2 separate regions of the Zea mays genome follow, and region 1 is linked to region 2. A link is a contact called in public Hi-C data. All regions are on one chromosome and are shown on one strand. The core of a region is the stretch at or near the end of the contact, and the rest is flanking DNA. Distances in the headings are between cores, read along the strand shown. Region 1 holds the start of LOC100381835. Region 2 holds the start of LOC100278581.

Region 1 (5,386 bases), core at 1,650-4,149, 640 kb before region 2:
GCAGATGTTCTCGGACATGGTGGCCAATGGCGACGGTGACTTGAGCTAGCATGGACTGAACACAGTCATTGAACGCCTGAACGTCATTGCAAAGTAGCAAAGGCTGCAGCAGCAGGCAAGATGGTGTTTTTTTATGGAGATTGCAGGCAAGATGTTCTTCGGAATGCAACACTGGACCCGAAGACTTCTATATTTTTCACGAATAAAATAAGCTATTGCTTTCCTATTATGTTTACATGGAGCACTCGGCAAATAGCAGGATTTCCGTAGTGTATCTCTAGCCTGTTGAGTAAACTGTTTTGCAGGTAGCAGGTTTTGTTTGCGGAATCATTGATAGCTCCTAATTTCATCAATGAATGTACCTTTCCTGTGAAGCCCAATATGTTTTGGTTAGCTTGTCGAAATATTTCTACTAATGTTTAGTTTATACACTTTAATATGATTAAAAAAACACCACCCACAGCGCACACGTTAGACACTTGTATGATAAAAAGCTTTTGGTGGGGAGATGAGCATGGAAGAAGGAAAAACCATTGGCTTTCCTAGGACACAAAATTACCGAACCGAAGCTACCTAAGAGGTGATATATGTTTTTTAGACGTAGCCTCCTCAACTAAGCTCTTCTTGTTAGGCAAGCATGGTGCCTGTTAAAGTTCTTTGATAGTATATGCATGAGACGGCTAAAGGCAAAATATTATCCTCATAGATCACCGTAATATTCTTTCTAGCAGACTCTTCTACATGAAAAGACACTGAAAATGGATTTGATTTGGTAAAAAGGGAACCATTTATACAATGAATAATGGCCACAACATCCAATTTTGTAGGCAGTCGTTAGGATCCTTGCAATACCTTATACCTTACGTTGACAAGGTCTGATATAGCCTTCCCAAACAACGAGATCTGATAATTTTTACATGTTCTTGTTACTACTTATTGAACTACAGTTAGAATGATTCTATGGTGTGAGTATTGATGGAAAGAGTTTATGTGGAAGGAGGAACGTCGGTCATAGGAGTTTCAGAAAGGGAGGAGGGGCATCGACACAACGTGGATATAGAGGAGGATATGAATAAGGAAATAGAGGTTGCGGAGTCAGAGGACAGGGACAAAAGGGAACATTCTCTCGTCGATGATGGATGAAAGAAAGATCGTCGAACAAGACATGTCCCGCACCAGCAAGGACCTTAGGAAGTTACAGAGGTTGATCGAGTATGTGAAAAGTTAGCACCACACCTTGGATCCATAGTGAAACAAACAGCGGAAGGCGACAAATGGAGGGCAATGCTTGTGAATAGGAGGGTGGGGTGTGAATGAACCCAAGCACCCCACCTACAAATTCCATTTTATAGGGTGGATTCTACAAATTTTTATTTTTTTTAATATTTAATCCGATAAAATGGTGTCATCCAATCTCGAGACGTCATATTAGCAACAGACGATCGGTACAAACCACACCTAGCCAGTAATTTCACGGGCTTCAATGTGATGGTTAATACCGACTAATCAGTACCAACGAACCTGATTCCAACACAATCGGTAATGACCACGTCGACTGGTTGAATCGTTTGCCTTTGAGACCAGATGACACTATGCATTGTGTGAGACTATTTCATCATAGTTTCAAACCTCCTTATATGATATGCACGATAATGATATTCCTAATGAGTAGTATCATACTCATTAATAAGATGACATATAATTTTTTTTGTTGATGTGACAAGGTATTTAATAGGAAGGAGAAAAGAAATCTTACTTTGGCAAGATATCTTAGGTTGTGGCATAAAAAGATGATCAAATTGTTCGCTTGGCTTTAATCCAAAACGACTTCTATTGTTTATATAGTGTTTTGTCTCTATTTCAAACCTCCTTATATGATATGCACGATAATGATATTCCTAAGATGATATTCCTAATGAGTAGTATCATACTCATTAATAAGATGACATATAATTTTTTTTGTTGATGTGACAAGGTATTTAATAGGAAGGAGAAAAGAAAACTTACTTTGGCAAGATATCTTAGGTTGTGGCATAAAAAGATGATCAAATTGTTCGTTTGGCTTTAATCCGAAACGACTTCTATTGTTTATGTGTTTTGTCTCTATTTCAAACCTCCTTATATGATATGCATGATAATGATATTCCTAATGAGTAGTATCATACTCATTAATAAGATGACATATAATTTTTTTGTCGATGTGACAAGGTATTTAATAGGAAGGAGAAAAAGAAATCTTACTTTGGCAAGATATCTTAGGTCGTGGCATAAAAAGATGATCAAATTGTTCGCTTGACTTTAATCCGAAACGACTTCTATTGTTTATATATAGTGTTTTGTCTCTATAGATTGCAGCTGGAGTAGTCCGAATGTTTCAATCCATTCTTATAGACACAACATCACACTAGTTAAATAGTTAAAACATATAAGTATAGCATTATATATTGTTGACAGTGTATCATGTATTCATGTAGCAGCACCATACTTTTCACCCTATGCAGTTGTATTCTTTTAGTGAAAGTTAGGTTATTTTCAGTCCATAGCCTAACTTTCACTATATGAATACAATTATCTGGTTCCTAGTATTTTTCCCTCATTCCTAGTATTTTTCCCGTGGCTTCAATTTGGATTTCTCCTTCCCAAACAGAAACAACCAATTCCAAGCACGTCAGGCACCTCATGTTTAGGCCTTATTCGTTTATGTCGGATTTAACCCAGAATCGTTCCAACTAATCAAAGTTTATATAAATTAGAGAAACAATCTAATTAGGAATCATGTCGATCCATCAATACTAAACAAACGAACAAGACCTTAGTTGGATGTGATTAGCATCCCGTTTGGCTGGAGAGTGGGGACAGATCACGGGTATACCGAACAGCCGGGTTCCGCCACCAACCCAACCGTGGGGGTGCCTTACGGCCTACGGGCCGGAGCAGCGCTCGGGAGCCGCGGCACGGAGGCATCGACGCCGTTGAGCTCGAGGCGACCGGCGGCTCGCGGCCCCGCCACAGCGGTGCTGTGGCAGTGTGGCTTCTTCTGGTTTCTGCGGGCTCAGCGCGGAGGTAACTACAACCTGCTCCCACCTTTGTCTTGTCCCTGCTCTTCGCCGTTTAGGTGCCTTCCGGGCGGGTTTGAATCCGCCGGGGTTCACGTGGCTTAGTGCGTGTGCGACTCGATCCGGTGAGTTTCCGGATTCGACGCGGGGATGCTGATAAGCGTCTGCCGTCGAGGCGGTGTCTCGCTCCGCGCTCGTTGGTGATGTCGAAGCAGTGGTTGCTGGATGTGGTTTTGTTTGTGCGGTCGTGCCATATACAACTTGTTCGATTAATTTCGTCTCGGGCTTATGAACTGGGAGAGTGTGTTCATGCGGATCTCCCTCTGTTGCTGTTCAGTAGCAGGTGTAGTATAAGATTTGTGCTTCGACGCTTCCAATGCCTTGCCTATGTAGCTATGCTGCTCGAATTTATTCCCTGTGGTCTGAATTTCTGTCTTGCAAACAGCAATACTTCTCATACAGCTTTTCGAAAGTTAGACGGGAAAATCTATATCGATAGAATTTGTAATAACTGGATAAGAGGACAAGGTGGGTAAATTATTAAAATCTTTGTATGGGTTGAAGCTAGCCCCAAAGGCAATAACTGCTATGCAAGCAGTGCAAGCGTGCAAGCGAATAGGCTTGTAGCTCCATTTCCAATTTCCCTATAAAATAAATTGGAGAAGAAACATCTATACACTTTTCTGCATCACCTGTTGTTGAAGCTTTTATCTTAGCAGTACACAGTGCTAGTACCTGTGACGATCATGTCATCAAGTTGAACTCCCAAATGGAAATCTCGATCCCTTTGCATATCCTATATGCAGCAATCCTAGTTGGCATTTTCTCAAAGCCAGAGTTTGCTAAATACACGTCGAAAAACCATGCTCTCGGTGCTTGGCAAAGTCAGTAAGATTTTTTCTAAGTCTATACCAGCTTATGTACTTGGCCTTCTTTCATCAAACACACTGTTTGTTGAAGATACACTTGTTCTTGTAGATCACCAATAAGAGCGGCTGGTTTCACATTAAGATTCTAAATGTATCTTTAGGAAAAAAAATATCGTTTTAGGTTTATTTTTCCATAGCATCATGCATGCAATGCTAAATGTATGGTCTAGAATGTTAGTAGGTTTTGGATGAGACATCAGTTGAATTTTCTTTTGTACATTTTTGTTCACAGTATGATAATGTATGGCACGGAAAGATATGTTAACATCGCACTCTGTCATGCACCCATGCAGCCATGCTTCCTTCACTTTTAGGGTGCTACTGTTACGTTCTGGTTTATATGTTAGCTGTCCTGGTACCAATAGTGACTTATTCCAACAAGAATGACATGTAACCGTCATTGACTTGATATAGAAGTGTTATGGTTGAACTGTGCTTGCGTTATAATTTCAGTACTGAATGGAAGCTGGGTCTTTTCTTTGCCTTTAACATTTTGTCCATTTAGTTTTAGCCCCTCATGGCTTGTCAGAGAAATACAATAGATGTTTTTTCTGACCTATCGCAGTTTTCTTTATAGGCCTATTGCAGGATTAAATGGCAAATAGGCCAAGATGGATGATGAAGTACGAAAAGGGTCTTGTTGATATACTTCATGAGAACAACACTTCACATTATCGTACCCAAAACGGTTGGAGAACAGAGGGGTGGAGGAAAATTGTTAGGGATTTCAATGTACGGTACCTTGAAGCAAAGTTTAGTAAAATGCAAATCCAGGAACATGAGACCAGTGTTCTTAAGGCGCCTAGGCGAGCAAGTAAACCAGAAAACCGCCTTAGCGCCTAGGCGGCGCCTAGGCGGGTATGGCGAGCAAGGCGACCAGTTTTGCCCGGGCGCCTGGACGCCTAGGCGCCGCCTAGCGACGCCTTAAGAACACTGCATGAGACTCAATTGAAGAAAGACTATAGGTCGATAAAATCTATCCTCCAACGTGATGGTGTCTCATGGGACCAGAGTGCGTCCATGTTTAGAACAACAGATGAAATCTGGGATGAGATTATCGAGGTGAGGGCTTAGTTCTTCTACTCTTACCACATAGATATGCAACTTGTTGAATAATTAGACAAATTCCAAATTAAATTCCGAATATAAATCATGACCAAATCAGAAGAACTGAAATAAAAGCCAAATCAGATGATGCGTACTGATTAGACTTACTGATTGTTGGCGCGCGCCAGGATCAGCTGGGTCGACGATGTCAGAAGATCACGAGCAGTCGCGTGAAGACGCTTCCCAAAAACCTTATTCGCCCTCTCCCGGTGCAGGATCTAGAAGACGAAGGGTTCCGGAGACCTGCTCTCCTGATCGCAGATGCACCTCTGCGGTCGGGACGAAGGGAACTAA
Region 2 (4,837 bases), core at 1,437-3,936:
TCCATCGCAGACCACCGCCACTGCTCACCTTGCGAAGCCGAACCCAAGGTATTGCTCATCACGAGAAGGTCCTAGGTTCGTTACTGTTTGGTCCCAAATAGATGGTGACTATCATAGACGTATTGCCCCACATTTAGGATAACCACTTTATTTGACCCTACATCATCTAAAGGTGCCAAGTAACTCCAGACGATTCATTATAGTGTTTGGTGACAAAAAGGCGCCAATACACATTAGTATTACGTCCTGTTTGAATTCATTAGCCTTAGAGCTACATTTTTGCTACTGTTGGATAAGATCATGTGACCATATCTCTATCTTGTTGGATAAGATTATGTGACCCTATTTTTATCTCTTTTGCCTATATAAATAGGTCACCCTTGTATCCTGTACTTGAATAACATATAATAGATCTGTTTTTTCGTAGTTTTTTTCTCCTCCACATTGGAGGAGTTTTTTTTCACATTAAACTCTATGTCTACTTTTTTGCACCTGTGATCCTAACAATTGGTATGAATTGGCGGGGACAACAGATCTAGTGATAAATCAGCGGCCGAACCGGGAAAAGTGAGAGCAGCGGCTACGGATCGGATCTAATGAAGAACGGCGGCGGCGGCGGAAAAACTGTGATTTGGAATGCCATCAGTTTGGGAATCGTGGAGTGCTACTGCTGCCTGGGATTTCACGTGAAGTGCTGCTAGAGATCATCATTGCTGCTTCTTGGAATCTCCACACAAGAATCAAATCATTGATTTATTTCCCTTTTGCTACGTGCACTTAACAGATTGCACATTTCTATTTCATCTGAAATTATTTATTTCGGATTATAAATGTTGACTAAAATTGATATTCCGAAGTTTGATGGTTGATCAGTTTTGCTATTTGGCAGATTCAGATAAAGGTTGTTCTTACTCAGTTATGTGTACCAAAAGCGTTACAATCGCGACCTGCTGATATAACTGATGATAAATGGGAAGATCTTAATGAAAAAGCTTTGTCCGCCTTACAACTCAGTTTATCTCCTGATGTTCTGCGTGAAGTAATGAATGCAAAATCTGCAGTAGAATTGTGGAACAAATTGGAGGAGCTATATATGACCAAGAGTCTTGCTAATAAGCTCCGTCTCAAAGAGCGCATTTATATTATTCGTATGGCAGAATGTACATCTATTCAGTCACATATTAATAAATTTAATTCAATTATTGTGGACCTTGAGAGCCTTGATGTGAAGATAGATGATGAAGATAAGACAATTTTGTTGGTAGTCTCATTGCCCCTTCTTTTAAGCATTTTAAAGAAATTATGTTTTATGGTAATCATACTTCACTGTCCTTTGAGAATGTTAAGTCAAATTTATTGTCCAAAGAAAAATTTGATGTTGATTCTCGTTCTGAACCCAAAGGTGAAGGTTTAATTGTTCAAGGATCTGGAAATCATTAATCCAACCTTTATTGCCCTTATTGCAGAAAAATACTCATCATATTTCTCAGTGCCCTAAGGTGAGAAATAAAGAGAAGAGAAAGAAAAAAGAATTGGATAAGTCTTCTGTTGAAGCCAGTTTTGTTGAAACTTTGGATAGTGGAGAAACTGTATTTGTTGCCTCTGTTGAAAAGTGCTCTTCTTGGGTTCTCGATTCCGCTTGCACTTTTCATATTTGTTCACATAGAGATTGGTTTTCTGATTATGTTCAGTCTCATGCTGGTAAGGATGTTATTGGAGATGGATCCACATGTGAGATTATTGGAATCGGCTCTATTTATATCCAAGTTCATGATGGCAGTATTAAGAAACTTATCGATGTCCGTTTTGTTCCAAAATTGAAGAGAAATCTTATTTCTTTGAGCACTTTAGAAGCAATGAGATTCAATTTTGCTGCTATTGATGGTGTTCTTAAGGTTTATCGTGGCAACCGTATTATCTTGAAGGGCAACCGTTTGAATAATCTCTATTACTTGCAATGTTCAACAGTTGATGCTGAAGCTGTTTCAATTGCGTTCCAGAAGAGAGGTTATTTTGATGATATGAAGCCGTGCTCCAGTTCCAAGTCTAATGATTCCTTAGACTTGATTGATATTCAAATTTAGCATCCTAGTAGTGTTTGAGAAAACAGTTTTATAGATTAGCGTCAAGGGGATATTTGTTGGATAAGATCATGTGATCTTATCTCTATCTTGTTGGATAAGATCATGTGACCCTATCTTTATCTACTTTGCCTATATAAATAAGTCTCCCTTGTATCCTGTACTTGAACAACATATAATAGATCTGTTTTCCCGTGGTTTTTTTCTCCTCCACATTCGAGGAGTTCTTTCCATATTAAACTCTATGTCTCCTTTTTGTTCCCACCTGCGATCCTAACAGCTACAATTAGTGGTCCAAGTTACATTAGAACCTGCAGGTTGCAGCACATGCTAACCTGAGTGCTGACCAGGGTTGAGTCCAGGTCGTTGTTCAACCAAACACGTGACCGTTAACCGTTACATGGGCGTCTCGCGGTGACAGCGGGAGAAGAGGAAACCGCGAAGGCGAGACCGCGAGACGACTACGGAGTACGGACAGGAGAAGGCGAGAAGCTCGCAAAGAAAACCAAACCAGAACCCACCCTCGTCGTCCGCCTCCAGAGAAGCAGAAAATCGTGTCCCGAGTCCGCCGCCCTACGCCTACTGCTCCTCCCACCACCACCAAACAAACACCACACCGCGCGCCACGCCTCCGTCTGCCGGCGGTGACCGAGCCAGCTCATCAGCGGCCAAGGAGCGGGATGCCGGGGCCAGGAGCGCACCTGCTGTACGCTCTGTCGGGCGGTGCGGCGCTGTCTCGGCTCGCCGGCCCGGACCGCCGCTTCGGGCCGCACCACTGCGCCGTCTACGCAGCGAACGCGTTCCTCGGCCCGGACCTCGGCTCCTTCGCCGAGTGGCTCTGCTCCTTCCTCCCCTCGGCCTCCGCCGCGGGGGACCTCGCCATGGCCGCCGTGCACCACCCCTTCTACTACCCGCTCCTCCTCGGCCTCCCGCTCGCCTGGGCCTACGCCTGGCTCTCCCGCCGTCTGCTTCGCGCCGGCGTCCTCGACTCTCCCTCCGGGGTGGGTGCCGGAATTTCCAATTCCTCATGAATCCTTCTTTCGCCGCGTTGGATTTGCTATGTTTGCTTCCTCCCACTTTTTTTAATCTACTGTTCGGTACGGCTGCGTTCGGAGTCTAGCAACTTGGTGCCAATGCCATTCTAGTTTAGCAAATGCCGCGTTATCTTAATCCTCTGTTGCAGAATAGTGTTGAGTAGCTTCGCAGCCCAGACGCCTCTGTATCAATCTAGTGTTGCGTGCCTGATTTGTTTAATCTTGGTGGCTTGGTGCTGCTGCAGGTACCATTAAGAAAGAGGCAGTGTTTCTTGCTGATCTCTGCCGGCTCGCTCTCCCACTTTTTCTTGGATCACTTGTTTGAGGTGAGCATTCAGTAGTTTGGATTTTTTGTCAACCGGAAGTCGGCAAGGAATGTCTCGTGAACATGGGATGTATCAGCTTAGAATTGATGTCCCAACTTTAAAAGTGTGTGCTTGACATCTTGGACAGTTGGACCCAAGTTGTTCTAGAAATACCCAACTAATCCAACTGGCATGATGTTTCTGCACTGCATGTGAAGTAAAATTTGTTCAGATCACAAATGAACCTTTCCCTTTGATGCTTTGGGATTGAATGTGTCATTTTACCCGACTGAGTCATGTTACACACTTATACTGCTGCAGGAGAATGGGCATTCTACAATGTACACTTGGATACTGAGCACTGGTTGGTGGAAAGGTCGTGCTCCTATCAATCCAGATGCAGTGCTCGTCGTAGGACTTCTTTGCACTTGCCTCATGGGGGGATATGTGTACATCAACAGGTGATAGCTTTTTAGGTGCACTATCCCAAGTACAAACTAAAAAATGTTACACAGAAACTAGATTAGGTTTCTTGCAAGATTCTAAATAGATAGCTATATCATGTGCTGTTATAAAGTGCAGTGTGTTTTGGAACCTCGCCGCTATGCCAGTACAAACTAACCTGTTCAAACGTCGAGTCGGGTCAAGTTCAGGTCGTGGGTTGTTTGGCACGGCCTGCACTGACCCGTGCATAGTGTCAGGTCAGGTCAACCCGTGACTTCTTGTCGGGCGTGTCGGGTTAGTTTTTTTTGGGTTGGGTTAGGTTTATTGGCTTTGGGTCGGGTTTTGGGGTGAAAAATATGGTAAGTACCTGGCCCGTGGATCATTCTGGGTCAACACTATGGACCTTGTCCACCCGTCGCATTGGTCGGGTGGCCCATGCTCCGGTCTGGTACAAACACAATGTTAATTCTTTGTTCCTTGTATACACAACAAGTAACTATAATTTGTTCTCTATATAAGTTATTGTTTTCCTCAGAATCTTAAAGTAGAAAGGAAAAACTTTTTTATATATACAACTCTAGAATTCAGAACATCTATTTTTGGTGGCTAGTTTTCATTACCATGTTTGAATGGAGATTGAGAAAGCTGTTTGGTTCATTAGGCCTGGGCATTTTCAGTTGTATCACTTTATTTCTAGATTTGTAATGGATGGAAATAGGCGATCCTTATACACCCTAAAAGTGTAAAGTGTTGGCACCACATCATTCAAAATTCTGTTTCTTTGTTTAGTGTGCCTGTTGTATAACTTGTCTGTTTTAGGTTGTTCTTGTTCTGTTTCAAGTGTTCTGGCCTAGTGTTGTTGTATTGAACCTGTCTTTCTTTCTTTTTATGCAAACGTAGTCAGTTCTCCTGTGCATTGTAGCAAAAAGGAATTACAGACGTATCTGATATATGCTCACTTGGGTTTCCAATG

What was found. A called contact is a pair of places that touch in the nucleus more often than the background predicts.
Region 1: a contact with region 2 is called in a Hi-C map of ear, with 4 times the contacts expected there. The contact joins the promoter of LOC100381835 here to the promoter of LOC100278581 in region 2. A contact is called at or near these places in 2 of 25 Hi-C or Micro-C datasets (ear and tassel).

Annotation. Positions count from the first base shown.
Region 1 is chr2:42,783,087-42,788,472 of Zm-B73-REFERENCE-NAM-5.0, reverse strand. LOC100381835 reads left to right here and starts at 2,899. Exons shown (of 4, transcript NM_001174627.1): 1 at 2,899-3,063; 2 at 4,563-5,047. The coding sequence starts at 5,006.
Region 2 is chr2:42,143,851-42,148,687 of Zm-B73-REFERENCE-NAM-5.0, reverse strand. LOC100278581 reads left to right here and starts at 2,686. Exons shown (of 4, transcript NM_001165648.1): 1 at 2,686-3,082; 2 at 3,361-3,441; 3 at 3,742-3,881. The coding sequence starts at 2,762.